2 separate regions of the Mus musculus genome follow, and region 2 is linked to region 1. Evidence: chromatin contacts called from public HiChIP or PLAC-seq data. All regions are on one chromosome and are shown on one strand. Each heading gives the region's core, a stretch centred on a gene start, on an enhancer-like site or on the middle of the called end of the contact. The rest is flanking DNA. Distances are from core to core; before and after follow the strand shown. Region 1 has its middle 20 kb from the start of Mfap5. Region 2 has its middle 4.5 kb from the start of Nanog.

Evidence for each region. HiChIP or PLAC-seq counts read pairs in DNA pulled down with a chosen protein or histone mark.
Region 2: a contact with region 1 is called in an H3K27ac HiChIP or PLAC-seq map of embryonic stem cells, with 6 read pairs. The contact joins two enhancer-like sites. A contact is called at or near these places in 2 of 39 promoter capture datasets (embryonic stem cells and stem cell-derived epiblast-like cells), 1 of 115 datasets of contacts at active chromatin or transcription factors (embryonic stem cells) and 1 of 9 other capture datasets (liver).

What each region holds. Positions count from the first base shown.
Region 1 is chr6:122,531,116-122,535,478 of GRCm38.p6, reverse strand. No RefSeq gene overlaps it. Among named protein-coding and RNA genes, the nearest start is that of Mfap5, 20 kb to the right of the region's middle. Within about 2 kb of position 1,983, at least 96 of the 459 cell types and tissues checked have an H3K27ac peak or open chromatin away from gene starts, as enhancers often do. A contact at or near this core is called in embryonic stem cells and stem cell-derived epiblast-like cells, where this site is marked.
Region 2 is chr6:122,700,850-122,705,212 of GRCm38.p6, reverse strand. No RefSeq gene overlaps it. Among named protein-coding and RNA genes, the nearest start is that of Nanog, 4.5 kb to the left of the region's middle. RefSeq lists an enhancer at 2,286-2,689. Within about 2 kb of position 2,487, at least 162 of the 459 cell types and tissues checked have an H3K27ac peak or open chromatin away from gene starts, as enhancers often do. A contact at or near this core is called in embryonic stem cells and stem cell-derived epiblast-like cells, where this site is marked.

The DNA of each region.
Region 1 (4,363 bases), core at 734-3,233:
GAGAAACCCTGTATGAAAAAAAAAAAAAAAGAACAACAAAACAAAACAAAGCAAGTGAGCAAACAGTAACAAGAATCCTTGTTTTTCATCAGATAATGATTTGATGCTAATATTGTATATTTCCTAACTTTAGTTTGCATCAATTTTATTTTATTTACCCCCCCCCCCCAACATCTTCTGTATTTCTAAGAACACATGGGCAGCTGGGAAGATCCCTCTGAAGGTACGAGTTCAGATCCCCACGTCCACATGAAACCCAGGTATGGCTGCACACACCTGTAGCCCTGGTGCACTCAGATCAGAAATAGGTGGGTGGCAGGGGCTCGCTGTTCAGCCAGCCTAGCTCACACAGTGAGCTCTGGCTCAGAGAGAGACCCTGCCTCAATATCTAATGGGGAGAAAGACAGAGGCTGACACCAATTTGATCTCTGACCTCTACATGTGCATGCACAGGCAAGTGTACCTGTGCACACCTGCGTACACATACATACAAAGGAGCAGATGGAAACGAGTGTATAATTTTATATCAATAGAGGAAACAATTTTGTGTGCTGTTTCCCATTACTGTGCATGGTACCTCCTGTGTTTATCCGTTGAGACAGGAAAAAGAATATTAGGAGATGGTATATAGTAATGCACTTGATACCTGGTACCCATCAATCTTTTAAGTTTAACTCAGGTTAAGTTTTTAATTTGGAAGTTGGTGGTAAGACAGGAGCTAATGTAGCCCAGGCTTGCCTCAAACTCAATGTGTAGCCAAGGATAACCTAAAACCTTCCTTCTTCCATCTCCCAAACACTGGGATCACAGGCCTGCACGTGCCCAATTTAACTCAGGTGATTTTGGATGAAAGGTCATTTAGCATCATCAACGACAGGGAAACTGCAAGACCAGGGTCTGAGGAGACAAGCAAGGCCCTAACTCAAAGTGATTGGACAAATTGAAAAAAGCGCACACCTTTATCAGTTATCAGCTACTTGTAAAACACAAAAGAACCAAAAAATCAAACAAATAAAAAAGTGAGGGCTTGAGGTGACACCACGCTCAGTTTGTTAACAGGAAACAACAGGCTCTGTGTGCCTATTTATATAAACAGCATTTGCTCTTTCCTTCTTGCTCTCTGCCCAGAAGTCGGCCTCCGAGGGCTGCCTTGGCTATGCTTGACTGGGTTTTTAAAAAAAAGTGGGGGGGGGGGGTGGGGTTAGAAGGAGGAGGAAGAGTCTGAAAACTACTGTGGCCACCTGTCACTCTCTTACAGAGAAACTTAACGTGACACTTTCCCTGATGTTTGCTTAGTGAAAATATAAGGGCTCCATTTTTACCCAAAGGTAGTTCTCTCTCTTCCTCTCTCTCTCTCTTCCTCTCTCTCTCTCTCTCTCTCTCTCTCTCTCTCTCTCTCTCTCTCTCTCTCCCTTTCTTAATTTCTTAAGTTTTTCACCTCTGGGGATTGTACTCAGGGCATTGCATTTATATGACCCTAGGCATCTTTTACTTTTTAAAAAATAAGTTCTGAAGTCCCGAAGTGGTGGCACATGCCTTTAATCCCAGCAATTGGGAGGCAGAGGCAGGTAGATCTTCCTGGGAGTTGAGACCAAGCTAGTCTACAAAGCGAGTTCCAGAACAGGCAAGGCTGCACAGAGAAACCGTGTCTCAAACAAAAACAAAAATAAACTAAACAAAGCCAAAAAAGAAACAACTCAAACAATAAAACAAAACAAAACAAAAACACACAGAGAAACTCTGTCTAAAACAAAGAAAAAACACAAACCAAACCAAACAAAAAAACCCAACCGAACAACAAAACAAAACCACAAAATACACCACAACAAACAAACAAACAAACAAATTAAATTTGACTAAATTGCCCAAACAAAACTTAATCTTAAAATCCCTCAGGACTCAGCCTCCCAAAGAGCTCAGATTATAGGCTGTCCCACCAGCTCTGGCTAGATGGCTGAACATTTTGCCAATGGCTCCTAAGGGATCTATCTGCCTAAAGCACACAGACAGGCCTGCCTCCTCTCCCCTGTGCTTTGGGTCTCCTTCCATTTCACCCCAAGTTTCCACATCTCTCAGGGAAGCCCATTATGCTTTCTCTTTGAATCTGGAATTTGAGAACGCCAGTCAGCGCGCCGTCCGCCCCCCCCACCCCCCCACCCCCACCCTGGCGGTTTGCACCATTGTCCTGGTGTCTGCCTGTCTGCGATGCCCTTCCATTTCCCCTCTGTTTCCTCTAAGAGTCTTCACTGTGTCCCAGCCACTTCAGTAAGAAGGAGGAGCAAGCTGATTGTGCCTCCTGGGCCTGTGTTCCACCTTTGGTTAGGCTTCGCTGTGGCTAAATTCACGCTGAAGCAAAGTGGGAGGAGCTTGTGGTTAACAACAGGTACTGCTTGATGTCAGCATAAATAAATTAACTGGCATGGCAGGGACGCCAGCTGGATTTGTACCAGCTTCCTCTGAGTCAAAAGATCACCAAGGGAAAGTGTGTACAGAGCTCCAGAGAGTTCACACTTGAGTTTCAAGACTGTGTTCATTCAAGAGGAAGGGACTGTTCTTTAATCTTAGGCATGGCACAAGAAAGTTAGGTATAGAGTGTGATCAGCTCAACGTGGGATGAGAAAGTAAGAGTGAATTTTATGGGGGGCTAGAGAAGGCTGCTTCTACTCAGGACACCAGGAAAGCAGCCAAACTCTGAAGAACGCTTTTATTAATTCCTTTAATTCCAACATCAATGTCCCATTATTCAAATTAAAATAAGAATTTGAGGGCTGGAGCGATGGCTCAGTGGTTAAGAGCACCGACTGCTCTTCTGAAGGTCCTGAGTTCAAATCCCAGCAACCACATGGTGGCTCACAACCACCTATAATGAGATCTGACGCCCTCTCCTGGTGCATCTGAAGACAGCTACAGTGTACTCACATATAATAAAATAAATAAATAAATAAATAAATAAATAAATAAATAAAAAACCGTTAATCTTTCACATTTATAAAAAAAAAAGAAAAAGAATTCGAGACTGGCCATGTAGCTAGAGCTTTCCTAACCATGTATAAGACCATGGTTCTATCCTCATCACCAAAATAGGAAGGGAGACCTGGTGTGATGGCTCAGTGCTAAGAGTCCTTGCTGCCCTGGGGACCTGAGTTCAAATCCTATCACCACAATGCTTGATGGGGTGTTCCTCACACTTGAAACCCCACTGCTGTTGGAATGGCCGAGCCTGGCTCCAGATGCAGGCAGAACAGGACAGAGAAAGCTGTCTTAAGTCCTCTTTGGTCTTTGCATGAGCTCAGGGGTGCATGCCTTCAAACACGCATGTGGGCACACTACACATATACATCCCATAGTCATTCGTGTGCGCACATGCACACACACACACAAAGTGTGGCAAACAGAAGAACACGGAGAAGTAACAAAACACAGGCATTTGGTCACACACACACACAAAAAAAAAAAAAAAACCGAGAGAGAAGTATGAATCAGAAGACTGCCAAGTTAACAACTGTGGAATGTTGATGCAGTGACCATAAAGCTGTAGAGAATAATGGAGAGTGGAAACATTTGACCAGTATGGAGTCTGTATTTTCAAAGTGCTACAAAGAACTTCTTTGGTTGGTTTTTGTTTCTTTGTTTTTGTTTGTGCAAACACAAACAAAATTATAAAGATCAAGTCAGGGGCTGGAGGTGTCCGGGACTTGATCAGCATAGCTTTGAGCCCCTCTCCCCGACCCTGGGAAGAACAAAAACCTGGGCATGGTGACACATTAATTAATTCCAGATCCTGGAAGCTAGAGGCAGCCATGAGACCTTATCTCCCCTCCCCACCTCAAAAGAACTCTGAGGTCAAGGCCTGGTCTTACACAACAAGTCTCAGCCTAGCAAGACTACACAGCGAGATGGTGTGTCAAATTAATCAAATGAAATAAAGAAAAGTTAAACAAAGCAATGGCCAGACCAAACCCAACCCCACTTTATTCTGAGAAATTTGATAAAAATGTATTTATTTAACTGCTTACTTTACAATAGACAAAATACTGGGGTGGATGAGCTGATAGACGTGTCAGGGGTGGGCTGAATTCTGGAAGAGACCATCCCCTCTAAAGATATTTCCAAGATCCCAGGAACAAAGTGAATTTTTGAATGTCTTCTAGACTAAACATTAAATTCTGACACTTTATTATTTTGAATTGCACACATCTGTGGAGTGTAACAGCGTAATTGACTCAGATGTGCAGTGTACAGTGTGCACCAAAGCAGTCGATACAGCCCTCTCCTTAAACACGCTTTTAAAAGGTTCCACCAAACATATAGTAAATGTATATACATTTATGAAGCACATGTGATACTTACCTTTACAAACTTT
Region 2 (4,363 bases), core at 1,238-3,737, 170 kb before region 1:
TTATTTTTGTGTGCATTGGTGTTTTGCCTGCATGGATTTTGGTGTGAGAGTGCCCGCCGTGGTGGCACACGCCTTTAATCCCAGCACTTAGGCGGCAGAGGCAGGTGGATTTCTGAGTTCGAGGCCAGCCTGGTCTACAAAGTGAGTTCCAGGACAGCCAGGGCTACACAGAGAAACCCTGTCTCGAAAAACAACAACAACAAAAAGATGAAAAAGAGAGTGCCAGGTCCCCTGGAACTGAAATTACAGATAGTTATGAGCTGTCATGTAGGTACTGGAAATTGAACCCTGGTCCTCTGGAAGAGCAACCAGAGCTCTTAACTGCTGAGCTATCTCTCCAGCCCCTCTAGCCCATCTCTTAAGCCCTCCTCTGACAACTTTGAGGTATGAGGAAACTTTAAAAACAAAAAAAAACAATACTTTTAGAATTGGGTTCCAGTGATTCCATTTTCAGAGATATTTTTGCATATAAATTATATATATGAAGCTAATGCTATATGAAACCCTGTCTCGAAAAACCAAAAAAAATATGTATATAGTAACATATTCTATAGAACACGTATATAATTTGTGATATAATAAATAATGTAAATATATCATTTACTTATTTATTTATTTACTTATTTATTTTGAGACAGAGTTTCTCTATGTAGCCCCGGCTATCCTGGAATTAGATCTGTAGGCCAGGCTGGCCTCGAACTCACAGAGACCCACCTGCTTCTGTCTCTCAGAATGCTGGGGTTAAAGGGATGGCCACCACTACTTGGTGAGATATGAAGGTTTTAAACAATAAACAGATGGACTAAAGCCCCTAAGTAGAAATCATAGAACAAAAGAATAACTGTTCTACCTTCTGCTTATTCGCTGGACTAATACAAATATGTCCCTGATGTGATTCTTGTCATTAGGCAAAGAATGAATAGGCCGTTCAAAATATCAAGGTTTATGCAGCGCTTAGTAAAAAATATTCTTTGTAAGTCTGCTCCAGAGGGTAGACAGTCCAGGCAGGCATCACCAAAGTCATTTTAAGACTTGCAGCCTTCAGTGAAAAGTCTTTCACGTGGTTTGCTTAAACGAAGAATGGTATGTTGAGTTAAGTACTCGGACTAACCAAGGGCTACAGTATTATCTGTAGCCAATTTTTAATTTTGAGTCAGGACCTCACTATGTCAGATCTGGTTAGCCTGGAACTCACTGTGTAGACAAGGCTGGCTGCTGTGTTTCTTTCCCTCTCTCCCAAGTGCTGGGACAGAGAAAGCAGTCTTCACACTTTTTTTTTTTTAAAGACAGAGTCTCAGTGTGTATTCCTGGCTAGCCAACTCAGTATGCAGACCAACCTGGCTTTGAACTCCCAGGGATCCCTCTACTTCTGTCTGCCTTAAGGGGATCAAAGATGTGGCACCTTCACCGTGGTTTGGAATCCTTTTCTTCAATTTTATTTGTTAGAGCTAAGGCATGCCTGAGGAAGTCAGAGGACAATGTTTGGAACTTGGTTCTCTTGCACTTATACAAGTGTGTTTTACCCGCTGAGCATTCTGCCACTCACACCTCAGGAGAGGTAGGGGCATCACAGGGAGTTGAAAGCCAGCCTGATCTCCAGACTGCCTAAAGAAACAGAAACAAAACAAACACACACACACACAAAGAAAATACAAGCCTAAAATCTAAAGCACGGGGCCCATCGCTAACATATTGAAGGACAATAGGCATTCTGTGATGGCTCTTGTCTCCCCATTCCTAAGCCCAACATTCGAGGATTCTAAGGTCCTTTCCCACCCTCTACTCCAATCTCACTAAGGAAAGAAATGCTTACTAATCCCAGTTACATACTTTTGCCACACTCAAGTTTTTGAAATAACCACGTAGTCTCTCTCTCTCTCTCTCTCTCTCTCTCTCTCTCTCTCTCTCTCTCTCTCTCTCTCTCTCTCTCTCTCTCTCTCGGGGGAGGTGGGGGCGGGGATACAAAGCCCAGCAAACTACCTTCACTAGGCCAAAGGGTTCCTCTCCCTCAGCTACCAGCTCTGCCCTTACAAAAATTTACTCCTGTTTATAATGAAAAAAAAAAGATGCCACCAGGGAACCCTAGGTGTGTCCCAAGGGCGACGTAATTTTGGTAAGCTTGCCTTTGTCTTCTAGGAACCGTCCGGGAGAGGAATTGTAAGAGCTGGGAGGAGTCCAGAGAACTGGCTGGTTCAAGCTCTAAGCCGGTTCTCATTTCAAATTAGAAACAAAATGCATGCGAGTCCTCTAAAGGAGGAAACTTGCCTCTGGGTCCACGGAGTCAAGGCCACCATAGCCTTAAGTTTACCCCAAGTTCTACAAAGGTTTGGTACAGGGCGCACAGCTCCGGGTCAAAGGAGTCTGCTTAGGAGACGGCGATGGATCCCTCCCCAACCCCCATTCCTGTCCTGCCTCTTTAGTGTCTTTGAGAGTCTCTGGTGAAAGATCCGAGCGAAGAGGTGGCTGGTAGCCAAAAGGCAGGCTTGCTACATTCCTTATCCAGGGAAGCGGTTTGAATAGGGAGGAGGGCGTCTAGATGCCTTAGACCTGGTTGGAACTAGCTGTGTGGGTGGGGAAAGGAATGTTAAGTGGGTCCTCTGGGTGGTTAGCAGTCAAAACAAGAGTAAAAGATGAACTTGTATGGTTAGTGCTGAAAAGGAGCGGGGACTAGGGACAGGTGGGGGAGGGGTGTGAATCGCTAGCCTTGGAGTCCTCCGGGAGAGCCGCGGGACAAACCTGGGAAGGAAATTCCAGCAGGTTAACAATTGGAGAGAATTACAGACTCCAACACTTCTGGGTTTTTGTTTTTGTTTTTGAGACAAGGTTTCTCTATGCCCTGGCTGTCCTGGAACTCACGCTGTAGACCAGGCTGGCCTCGAACTACTGGAGACCCGTCTGCCTCTGACTCTGGAAGACTGGGATTAAAGGCTTTGTGCTGCTTTACCTGACTACGCCTCTGTTTTTAAAAACTCAGAAAAGCATAACATGAACCTGAGCGTGTAGTTCAGTTGGCACAGTACTCGCTTTGCATGAATAAAGGACATGCGTTCAGTCTCCAGCACTACACAGAACATAGTATCGAGTCTGAAATCCCAGCACGCAGGAGACAAGATCAAGTCTCCACTGAGAGCTCAGGCCCACAAAGCAGTTGGAGCTTCATTCTTCCTGAGGCCAGATCCCTCCCTCTCTCCCCCATCTCACTTAGGGAAAAAGAAAATGTATTCCCACAAGTTGTTCTCTGTGTGCACCCACACACAGCCAGGCAGTATAATAAATAGATTTTCAAGAAAAAGCATACCTAGAGTATACCGCTTGTTTATGTCTTTTCTTTCAAAAATTCACTTATTTAATTTATGTAAGTACACTGTAGCTCTCTTCAGACACACCAGAAGAGGGTATCAAATCCCATTACAGATGTTTGTGAGCCACCATGTGGTTGCTGGGATTTGAACTCAGGACCTTCAGAAGAGCAGTCAGTGCTCTTAACCTCTGAGCCATGTCTCCAGCCCCCTATACTAGGTTCTTTTGCCAGCATCATCAGTATCAGGGGCAGCTATTGTGTTAGGAAAGAAGCAGTGAGCTTATACTACTACTCCTCACTAGTGGTAGGGACCATGAATCTGTATTTTATAATCTTTCTTGAAGCAGGATGTGGTGGCTCAGACCTGTAATCTTAGCCCTTGAAGGAGAATCACCAGCCAGGGTATGTAGGGAGAGATTTTGTCAGTGCTCTTAACCACTGAGCCATCTCTCCAGCAAGATTCTGTCTTTGTTGTTGTTGTTTTTAAATATTTTTTATTAGGTATTTTCCTCATTTACATTTCCAATGCTATCCCAAAAGTCCCCCATACCCCCCCCCACTCCCCTACCTACCCACTCCCACTTTTTGGCCCTGGTGTTCCCCTGTACTGGGGCATATAAAGTTTGCAAGTTCAGTGGGTCTTTCTTTCCTCTGATGGCCGACGAGGCCATCTTTTGATACATATGCAGCTAGAGACAAGGGCTCTGGGATACTGGTTAGTTCATAATGTTGTTCCACCTATAGGGTTGCAGATCCTTTTTAGCTCCTTGGGTACTTTCTCTAGCTCCTCCATTGGGGGCCCTGTGATCCATCCAATAGCTGACTGTGAGCATCCACTTATGTGTTTGCTAGGCCCCGGCATAGTCTCACAAGAGACAGCTACATCTGGGTCCTTTCAGCAAAATCGTGCTAGTATATGCAATGGTGTCAGCGTTTGGAAGCTGATTATGGGATAGATCCCTGGATATGGTAGTCTCTAGATGGTCCATCCTTTCGTCACAGCTCCAAACTTTGTCTCTGTAACTCCTTCCATGGGTGTTTTGTTCCCAATTCCAAGAAGGG